Regions from separate parts of the Pan troglodytes genome. Here region 1 is linked to region 2. Evidence: chromatin contacts called from public HiChIP or PLAC-seq data. All regions are on one chromosome and are shown on one strand. Each heading gives the region's core, a stretch centred on a gene start, on an enhancer-like site or on the middle of the called end of the contact. The rest is flanking DNA. Distances are from core to core; before and after follow the strand shown.

Region 1 (4,628 bases), core at 616-3,115, 520 kb after region 2:
TCACAACTAGAACTTGTCTAAATTTCAAGCTTGCAGTATCTTTCCTGTACTTGGAACCAGGAAAAATTTTTTTCTGGTCTCAAACCTTTTCGTAGGTCCTTGCAAAGTTCACAGGCTTCGTTTCCAAATGGAGCACGATGTGCCTGACAGATCAAAGGGCCCTGCTCAGCCCAGGAACAGGCAGCTGCCTGTGCTGGGAAAGTCCGGTGTCTAACAGGTCACAGGTCACACCGTTCACAGCAGCGTTTTTCACGACGGCCAGAGGGTGGACGAACGTGTTACATGCCCCCTGCCCCGAATGTGATATGTACGCGCAATGGGACGTCCGTGGCCCCAGAAATGGAAGGCAGCTCGGACCCAGGGGCCACACAGTCACCCTGAGGACCTGATGCTGAGGGAACGAGCCCCTCTCAGAAGCTCAAATACCGTTTGATCCCACGTGTGAGGTCTCCAGAGTCGTCAAACCCACAGAGACAGACAGTACGATGGTGGTGCCCAGGGCAGGTGGGGGTTGGTGTTTAATGGGGCCGGTTGACATTTGGGAAGATGTAAAGCTCTGCAGATGGATGGCAGTGATGGCTGCACAGCAACGTGAATGTGCTTCATGCCACTGACCTGTGCACTTAAAAATCATTAAGACGGCCCGGGCATGGGGTGGCTCACGCCTGTAATCCCAGCACTTTGGGAGGCCAAGGTGGGCGATTACCTGAGGTCGGGAGTTCAAAACCAGCCTGACCAACATGGTGAAACCCTGTCTCTACTAAAAATACAAAATTAGCTGGGTGTGGTGGCGCATCCCTGTAGTCCCAGCTACTTAGGAGGCTGAGGCAGGAGAATCGCTTGAACCCTGGAGGCAAAGGTTGCAGTGAGCCGAGATCACGCCACTACATTCCAGCCTGGGCAACAGAGTGAGACTCCATCTCAAAAAAAAATTGTTAAAATGGTCAACTTTATGTTAAAGGTATTTTACCACAATAAAAGCAAAGGTCACAGGCAGACCTCACGAGTGCCCTGGAGGTGCTGTTGCCCCTGGGATGGAAGCTCATTATTTTCAAATGTTCTATATATGGGGGTCTCTATTCCAGGACATTTGCTTAAAAATCTCTTGGATCAGACACTTCTTCAGTTTTTCCTGCAATTATCAATATCTAGTTTGTTTCTATAGTAGTTCAATCAGCTAAGTAAAAAGCTTGATGCTAAATCTTGTCAAAGACGTTACAAATCTCCATAGATCGTCTGCGAAACCACAGCTTTCATGTTTTGAGCGTAAGACCCTGGGGCTGGTGCTGTAACCCCTGCCCAGACTCTTCTGAGTTTCGGCGGCCCAGCAGGGCCGGGCCGGGCACCTGGCAGGTGGGGTCATCCCCACAGGGCACCCCGGCCGAGGGCAGAACTGGCTCCGCTGCAGGGTCGATCCTGGGCTCTGGGCTGTGCACGCGTCCTATTGACACCCCGAGGACAGGACGTGCGAGTGACTCGTGAGGTTGGGCCTCCCTTGCTGAAAACTTCCCTGGTGGCTGACAGCTGGGTGGACATTCAGCAGCCCTACCTTTTTCCGTCAGGCGCCAGCAGCCCCTCTGTGTAGAGGTGAGACAGGCCAAGCTGCAGCTTCTAGACGAGACGCCCGAAAGCAGAGAAGTACCCAGAGCAGGGACCCGGCAGCACGCTGGGCACAGTCGCAGCCCCGCCTCTTCCTTCTCCGTCTTGTTCCCTCCTTCGGTCCCAGGAGAAAGACGCTCATCTCCCCACAGGAGAGGCTCAGTGTAGGCGTCTGGACAGGGGCCAGTCCCACACGGCTACTGACTCCGGACCACAAAGAAGCTGGAAGCAGCAGCTCCGCCTCTGCAGCCAATTGCAGAGCTTTTTTCTCTGTGTTCTGCCCCCACTTCCAACTCAGGACCAACCAGAGGACGCCAAACACGTCCTCTCACCAACCACCGGACACCTGACCCTCCATCAGCCGCCCCTGCCTTCCCCACAGCATCACCACCACCCTAAGCGGAGGGACCTGTGCCCCGCCCCCTGCCTGCTGATCTCAGGGTGGGGCGCTCCCAAGCTCCGAACTCAGAGCCTGGGCTTGCTGTCGTCTGGGTGGTCTTTCTTTATCTCCACATGCATCTGCTTATGCAGTACACGCGTATGGGCTGTTTGCTCGTTATTTATTTGTGATCGACCATGTGCCAGGCGCCGCGGCAGGCTCAGCGGGGGAGCAGGCTGTGCCCCGGTGTCAACTTGGTGCTCTCAGTCCAGTGCGAGAGCTGGGCCTGGCAACGAACACACTGCGCAGAGAGTGGTGGGCGTCGTTAGGGGCACGACGGAGGTGCCAGGGGGACACCGCACAGCAGGGATGTCAGGGAGACCTCACAGAGACACCTGCACGACACCTGCTGCCAGGAGCACGGCCCAGTGGGGATGGGAGAGCAAGGAGAGCGCCGGGCACGGGGAGGAGGGGCGGGGCACGGCCCAGTGTCTGGGGAGCTGAGGCGGGGAGGGTGGGGAGGCCAGGGACAGCCCAGGGGGACACTAGAGAGGGTGGGGAGGAGCCAGCCCTGGAGCTCGAGTGCCAATCATGCTGCCCTTTTGAACGCCGAGACCATTAAAGGGGTCTCGGGTGAGAACCACAGGCAGGATGTGGAAGCTCCTGGGTGCATGGTGGCCTCTGTAATGGGCAGGGCGAGGCTGGAAGCGAGAGGACCCATGCGATATCACGCATGCCCGGCCAGAGGGGATAGGAGGCTGAGTCAGCAGGGCTGGGGGGGACAAGGAGCAGAGAGAGAGGCAGGGAAGAGCAGTGGGGATGCTGAGGGGTGTGAATGTGGGGAGTCAGGGTGGGAATTCAGAGTGAGCCCTGGCCTCTGGCAACAGGAACGAGGAGCACATGTACCCAGTCTAATGCAGCACCTGCACTGTCGACCACCAGAAAACAAAGCACCCAAAACTCAGTAGCCCAAAAACATGACTTGTGATGGTCGCTGTGTCTGTGGGTTGACTGTGCTCAGCTGGGCGGTTCTCACACGTGTTGCTTAGGCATCAGCTTTCACGTAGCAGCTAGGCTGCCGACAATTATCTGAAGACTCAACAGGGCTGTGTCCAAGATGGCTCCTTCACTCCTGCATCTGGTAGCTGGAGGGACTGATGGGCTGGGAGCCCATCAACTCTTCTCCTCTTCACGTGGCCCCCATGAGGCTCGCAGAGGCTTCCTCACAACATGACGGCCTCAGGGTGGCTAGTGCCTTCCCCAGAGCAAGAGCTCCAGGAGGATCTGCAAGGCTTCTTCTGACCTACCCAGAGGTCACACAACATCACCTCAACCGCATTCTATTGGCCAAAAATGAGTCCCAGAGACAGCTCAGGGACTACACGCTTCCTCACCCAGTGGAAGCGTGTAGGGCAGGAGGCAAGGGGAGGCAGGGCGGGATGGGGAGGGGAGGGGAGCAAGCTTTTTGGAGTGATGAAAATATCCTAAATTTACATCATGGTGGAGTTTGCACAATCTTGTAATTATACTAATAACAATGAAGGTACACTTTAAATGGGTGAATTGTATAATATGTGAATTATATCTCAGATATGTTATAAACTTTTTTGAGAGAGAAGGCTTTAAGCAAATAAAAATAAATCTGTTAGTGTATAGAAAATGTCCAGAACAGGCAAATCCATAGAAACAGAAAGTAGATTAGTGGGAAACCACCTAAATGCCCATTGATGGATGAATGATGGATAAAGTGTGGTGTGTCCAGGCAACATAATACTGTTCAGCCTTAAAAAAGAAGAAACTGCTGCCATATGCTACAACATGGGTGTCCCTTGAGGGCAGTATGCAGTGAGACAGGCCAGGCACAGAAACACAAATGCTACATGATTTCATTTGCCTGAAGAATCTAAAATAATTAAACTTGGCCAGGCGTGGCAGCTCACACCTGTCATTCCAGCACTTTGGGAGGCTGGGGAGGGTGGATTGCTTGAGTCCAGGAGTTCAAGACATGGGAAACCCTGTCTCTACAAAACATACAAGAATAAGAAATTAGCTGGGTGTGGTGGTGCATGCCTGTAGTCCCAGCCACTCAGGAGGCTGAGATGGGAGGATTGCCTGAATCCAGGAAGCGGAGGTTGCAGTGAGCAAAGATGGTACCATTGTACTCTAGTCTAGGTGACAGAGTGAGACCCTGTCTCAAAAAAAAAAAAAGAAAGAAAGAAAATATAACTGATTTTTGTATATTTATGTTGTATCCTGAAACCTCTCTGAACTTAATAGCTCTAACAGTTTCCAGTGGATTCCTTAGGGTTTCCCTTATACAATATCATACCATCTGCATATAGAGATGATCTTACTTCTTTTGCAGTTTTTCTCAATTTATTACCTACTTGTCATAACTAGAATCTCAGCATAATATTGAATAGAAGTGGCAAGAGAGGACACTTTTGTCTTACTCTTGAGTGCAGGGGAAAAGCAATTATTCTCTTCACCATTCAAAATTATGTCAACCAGGTCAGGTGGGGTGGCTCAAACCTGTAATCCCAGCAGGGGCCAAGAGCCCTCTTTTAAGAGCCTTTAAGAAAGACCATGCTGGCTGGGTGCTGTGGCTCAGGCCTGTAATCCCAGCACTTTGGGAGGCCGAAGGGGGTGG
Region 2 (5,061 bases), core at 677-3,176:
AGAGAAGTCGTGTTTACGCCTAGGCCTAGGCCTGCTGCTTCCCTGCCTGTGACCTCTGGGCTGGGCTGCTCTGCTGGAGGCCTGGGAACCGCTCCCCAGAGGGATGGCACCAAGGCCCAGAGGAACGCCAGCCTCAGGAGATCCAAGTGGGAACCATGAGCTTGAGGGTGCTGAGACCACACTTGGCACCGATGTGGCAGGGACGCCTGACCCACGGCCACTCACAGCCTTGTGTGTGGGTGCCCAGGGAGGTGTTCCCTCAGCTGCCTGCCCGGGGCTGGGGCACCTGGAAAGTAGGACGAGATGCCGTGTGCCCGCAGCTGCTTCTGCAGGTCAGGATGGACGTCAGGGATGTCCTCGATAGGAACCAGATCTTCCGTGACATTCTTTCTGACACAGTTAGGCTCAGCCAGCCACCTTGGCAGGAAAGGCTGGACCTGCCATCAAAAAGAAAGAGAGGCCAGGTGAGCGCTTTCCAGGCTCTCGCGCAGAAGCCCACGGTGGAAGCAGCTGGGGGAGGGAGCCTGGGGAAACCTCTGTAGTCTTCAGCTCCTTCTCAGCCCCAGGATGCGCTTTCCATACAGCCTTCAGAAGTTAAACAGTAAAAGCAGATGCCACTCCCTGAGCAAACTCACTCTGTAGCCTCCCATCAACCCACAGTGGCATCCACGCTCCCGCAGCCAGGAGGTCCTGTGACCTGGCGCTCGCCTGCCCCAGCCACGCCGGCGTCCCTGCCTCGAGGCCTCTGCCTGGCACCCCCAACCCCCAACCTTGACCTGGCTTCAAGTCTTTGCATCCCAACTCAAAGAGAATCTCCTCCACCTGCCCTACCTAAGGTGCCCGAGCACTCTGCCAAACTTCTCGCTTTCTTCACCTGTCTCGTCGGAAATCTCTTTACCGAAAACTACACGTGTTAAGCAAAAACACCAACGGTCAGGGGCTTGCAGAACGGCCTCTGACTTACTCCTGAGGCGGTGAGCGCACAGCAGGAAACCCCGCACGTTCACGCAAACACATCTTGCAGGAGAACTGGCGCGGCGCGGCGGGAGGACAGGGGCAAGCCTAGCAGAGGAAACGGGAGCTCTGCACGTGCAAGATCCAGACCCCTAGGCGATGAAACTGCAGGCCTGGCAGCGAGGCGCGGCTGTGACCCGGGAACATTCACTGAACGAAACCTTCCGGGGCGACCGCCGCACTTAAGAATCCGCGCAGCCTACCCTCTCACGCCGACCACCCTCCCGCCCGCCGACGCTCACCTTCGGCGCCTTCCTCTTCCCGAACCCCCCCAGCACCAGGCCGGGGACCAGGGGTCCGGCCGCCTCCTCCAGGGCCCGTCCATCTGGGGCCGCCTCGGCGCTGGCGCTGCGCTCCCCCGGCGCCTCCTCGCTGCTCCCTGCGCTGGGCTCCCCCGGCGCCTCCTCGTCGCTTTCTGCGAGGCAGACACCCACCCCGCAGCGCGTCAGCACCGAGTCGCCGGCGCCCCAGAGGGAGCCCGCTCGCCCCGCGGCCCACCTGCGCCCGCGTCCTCGCCGTCCGCCTTCCGTCGCTTTCCCTGCGGCGCCTCCGGGCTCCCCGGCTCCGCGTCGTTCACCCGCCGCCGCCGCCGGGGCCGCCGTCGCCTCCTGGTCGCCGGCTCGGTCGGTGCAGCCGCCTCGGTCTGCGCGGGCTCCCGCTGCTGCTGCCGTTCGCGGGCCCGGCTCTGCAGCCGCTCGAGCAGCGCGCGGGCCCTGCCGTGCGCCCCGGCCTCCGCGCCCTCCGGCCCCGCCGCAGCTGCCGCATCGGGGCCCGGGTACCGCGCGACGTAGAACAGCGCCATGGCCAGCGGCACGCCTGGGACTCGGGCGTGGCGCGCTGCGATGACGTCGGCGGCACGCCTGGGACTCGGGCTCCGCGCGAAAGACGGGGTTGGGGTACGGCGCGTAGAGATGACGTCGGGTTCTACGCGCCGTGGTGACGTCACGGGAGCGCCGGCGGCTGAGAATCCGCGTTGTCCCGTGTTGGCGGCGGCATGGAGCGGGAGCCGGGCGCCGCGGGAGTTCGCCGGGCTCTGGGCCGCCGGCTGGAGGCGGTGCTGGCGAGCCGCAGTGAGGCCAACGCCGTGTTCGACATCCTGGCCGTGCTGCAGGTGGGCCTGGCGGCGTCGCAGGGCCGGAGTCGCGGCACGGGAGCGGGACTTGAATGGGGGGCTGCGGCGGCAGGTCCCCAGGAGGTTCCGAGACGGCGTTGGAGGGTCAGGGTGGGAGGCGCGTGGGTCACGGGTCGGGGGTGACGGGGCTGGCGTCCCGAGGGGGAAGGGAACGGGTTGGGGGCAGCCTAGGCAGGGGCGAAGGTGACACTTGCCGGCTGGGCGCCCTGCCGCCGCCTCGGCACCCCGCCGCCGCCTCTGCTGCAGTCTGAGGACCAGGAGGAGTTCCAGGAAGCAGTCCGCACGTGCAGCCGTCTTTTCGGGGCCTTGCTGGAGCGGGGAGAGCTGTTTGTGGGCCAGCTGCCCTCTGAGGAGATGGTCATGACAGGTGAGCCCTGGAGGGCCCCGGGGCTGCTCTTCTCTTTCCGTGGGTCGGAGGGAGGCTTTGTCACCATGGGATGAGCGCCCCCAACCCTGGCACAGGCCGTGCAGGCTGGTGGGAGGACGCACCAAGCCCACCGTGGAAGATGGATGGTGGCGTTGGGGCAGGGGTGACATGGGTGCCCTGCAGCTGAGTGTAGATGAACAATGGACAAGGTACGACTTTTTGTGTGCTTTGCACCCCTTTTGTAATTTGATGTTGACTGATCCTGACACGGTCGCTTAAACTCGGAGCTTCCTTTATGTCCCCATCCTGGGGACATCAGGTCTTGGAGTAAAGAGAGGGGATGTGGATCCTGCTCCTGGCAGCTTGGCTGGGGCAGTCCTGGGGTAGGAGGTGCTCTTCCTGTTTGCAGGGCTCAGGGAATGTGCTGGTCCCAGCACAGGTCTGGGGGCCATAGCGACCTGTTTCCACCTGCGGAGGCTGAGTAGAAGACAATGGGAGGGTGGAGCCAGGCCTGAGATTTTGGGCTGGGCCCAGGGTGGCATATGTGGGCCTCATGTGGGCTGACCACCCTAACCTGTCTGCAGGGTCCCAGGGAGCCACACGGAAGTACAAGGTGTGGATGAGACACCGCTATCACAGCTGCTGCAATCGCTTGGGAGAGCTCCTGGGCCACCCCTCCTTTCAGGTCAAGGTGGGTCATTGGGCTGGCCTCATCCTTGTCCATCCCCTGCACCCCCACTCCCAGGTTATCCACAAAGCAGAGGTCTGGGGCTCCCACAATTGTCCAGGCAAAGCTGCTTCCTTCATGGGAGCATCACCCTGTGGGTGTTCAGTCCCATTCAGAAACATGGCTATCGAGTCCTGTACTGAATATTGAAGACGCAGAATCCGTGTTCCATCTCCAGTGGCATCCACGGGGATCTCTGTGTTTGCATAGAGCACGCACACCAAGCCTCGTGCCAGTCCACAGATGTGTTTGCTTAGATCACACTGTGGTCTGCAGCCATGGGAGTGCATTATGAGCTTTCTTAAAATCTGTAATGAGGAATAACTGAGACACAGTTTACTGTTTAAAGCTGAGAAGTTAGCATCTGTTACTGTGTTGTGCAGTGGTTACCACTATCCCAGAACATCTTTATCGCCCCGAAAAGAAATCCTGTACCAGTTAACATCGCTCCTATATCCCACCCCTTTCCACCCCCAGCCCCAGGCAACCACTACTGGATCAGTGGTTACTTTCTGGATCAATGGGTTTGCTTTTTCTAGACGCTCCTCATAAAGGGGATCATACGGTATGTGGCTTCTTTCACTCATCGGTGTGTTCGAAGTTGGTTCTCTTTGTGGCTGAGTAGCAGCCCGTCGTATAGCACAGCACGTATCGTTCAGCCGCTCGTATGTTGCTGGGCATTTGGGTCGTTTCCACCTTTGGCTGTTACGAACAGCGGACTGTGAACGTTCGCGTACAAACTTTTGTGTGATGTTTCTTTTGCTTGAATATGCCTTATCAGTGGAATTACAAGGCCACACAGCAGCTGCGTTTTTAATGTTATGAGGAACTACAAGACTGTTTTCCATAGTAGCTGCGCTATCTTACACTCCCCCTGGCAGCATTTGAGGGTTCCATACTCCACATCCTCGCCGACACGTCTGTCTGTAATTATAGCCGAGCTGCAGACTTTTAAATGTTGGGGAGATACCACATGAAAATAACCAGTTTCCACCTTCTCAGAAAGAAATAATCAGTTCTGTCAACACGGGGTCTAAGTTTGTTCATGGCTGCGATTGGCTGGAGGGAGAGTCAGAGACAGCTCTGAGACAGCCGTGTGCTCCTGTCATCCCGCACGTGGCTCTTTTGCTTTGTGGTGTCATTTGCCTGGGCCCTGAAAGCACTGTGTTTGCCACTCCGAGATGAGAGCTTCCGAGCCTGGGTCTGAGTTGGGCACCACGCTGGCATCACACGCCTGTGTTTTCACAGCTGTTCCCAAGGGTTATGGTGGCATTCCCGTGACACAGGTGACGAGAGAGCAGTCAGGTGGCCCATAAAGCAGACCTGGGCTGTGTACCCTTCCCCCGCCAGACTCTGTCGTGAGCACTGGATCTCTTTAACTAGAGCTCTTGTCATCTCTACATCATGGGTGGGACACGGAAGCCCAGAGTGGCATCTGGTGGCATGTGGAGCAAGAGAAGGCCCGGCCGCCCTTTTCTCAGCCCTGGGCCTAGATGTGAGGGGCTCCCTGACTGGGCTGAGCTCTGGGCCCATCCGTGGGGTGAGGGCATCACAGCCACCCTGCACTGCCCCCTTCCCAGGAGCTGGCCCTCAGCGCACTCATGAAGTTCGTGCAGCTGGAAGGAGCGCACCCCCTGGAGAAGTCCAAGTGGGAAGGCAACTACCTGTTCCCCCGAGAGCTCTTCAAGGTGAGGGCCTTGCTGGGGACTCCCAGAGGGCCTGGCTGGCTGGCCAGATCCCAGGATGGCCCCGTAGTGGGGGAGGGGCCTGCTGAGCTGAGCCTGGCTGTTGGCTGGGACACTCCTGCGGCTCCTGTGGCCC

What was found. HiChIP or PLAC-seq counts read pairs in DNA pulled down with a chosen protein or histone mark.
Region 1: an H3K4me3 HiChIP or PLAC-seq map of stem cell-derived excitatory neurons shows a contact between it and region 2, with 8 times the contacts expected there. The contact joins the promoter of LRCOL1 here to the promoter of NOC4L in region 2. A contact is called at or near these places in 1 of 7 Hi-C or Micro-C datasets (stem cell-derived neural progenitor cells) and 1 of 1 datasets of contacts at active chromatin or transcription factors (stem cell-derived excitatory neurons).

The regions. Positions count from the first base shown.
Region 1 is chr10:139,509,528-139,514,155 of NHGRI_mPanTro3-v2.0_pri, forward strand. LRCOL1 (leucine rich colipase like 1) reads right to left here and starts at 1,866. Exons shown (of 5, transcript XM_016924678.4): 1 at 1,550-1,866.
Region 2 is chr10:138,987,704-138,992,764 of NHGRI_mPanTro3-v2.0_pri, forward strand. It overlaps NOC4L (nucleolar complex associated 4 homolog), which reads left to right and starts at 1,927. Exons shown (of 15, transcript XM_016924672.4): 1 at 1,927-2,125; 2 at 2,393-2,513; 3 at 3,098-3,204; 4 at 4,821-4,928. The coding sequence starts at 2,009. DDX51 (DEAD-box helicase 51) reads right to left here and starts at 1,852. Exons shown (of 15, transcript XM_016924671.4): 1 at 1,513-1,852; 2 at 1,257-1,429; 3 at 287-437. The coding sequence starts at 1,816.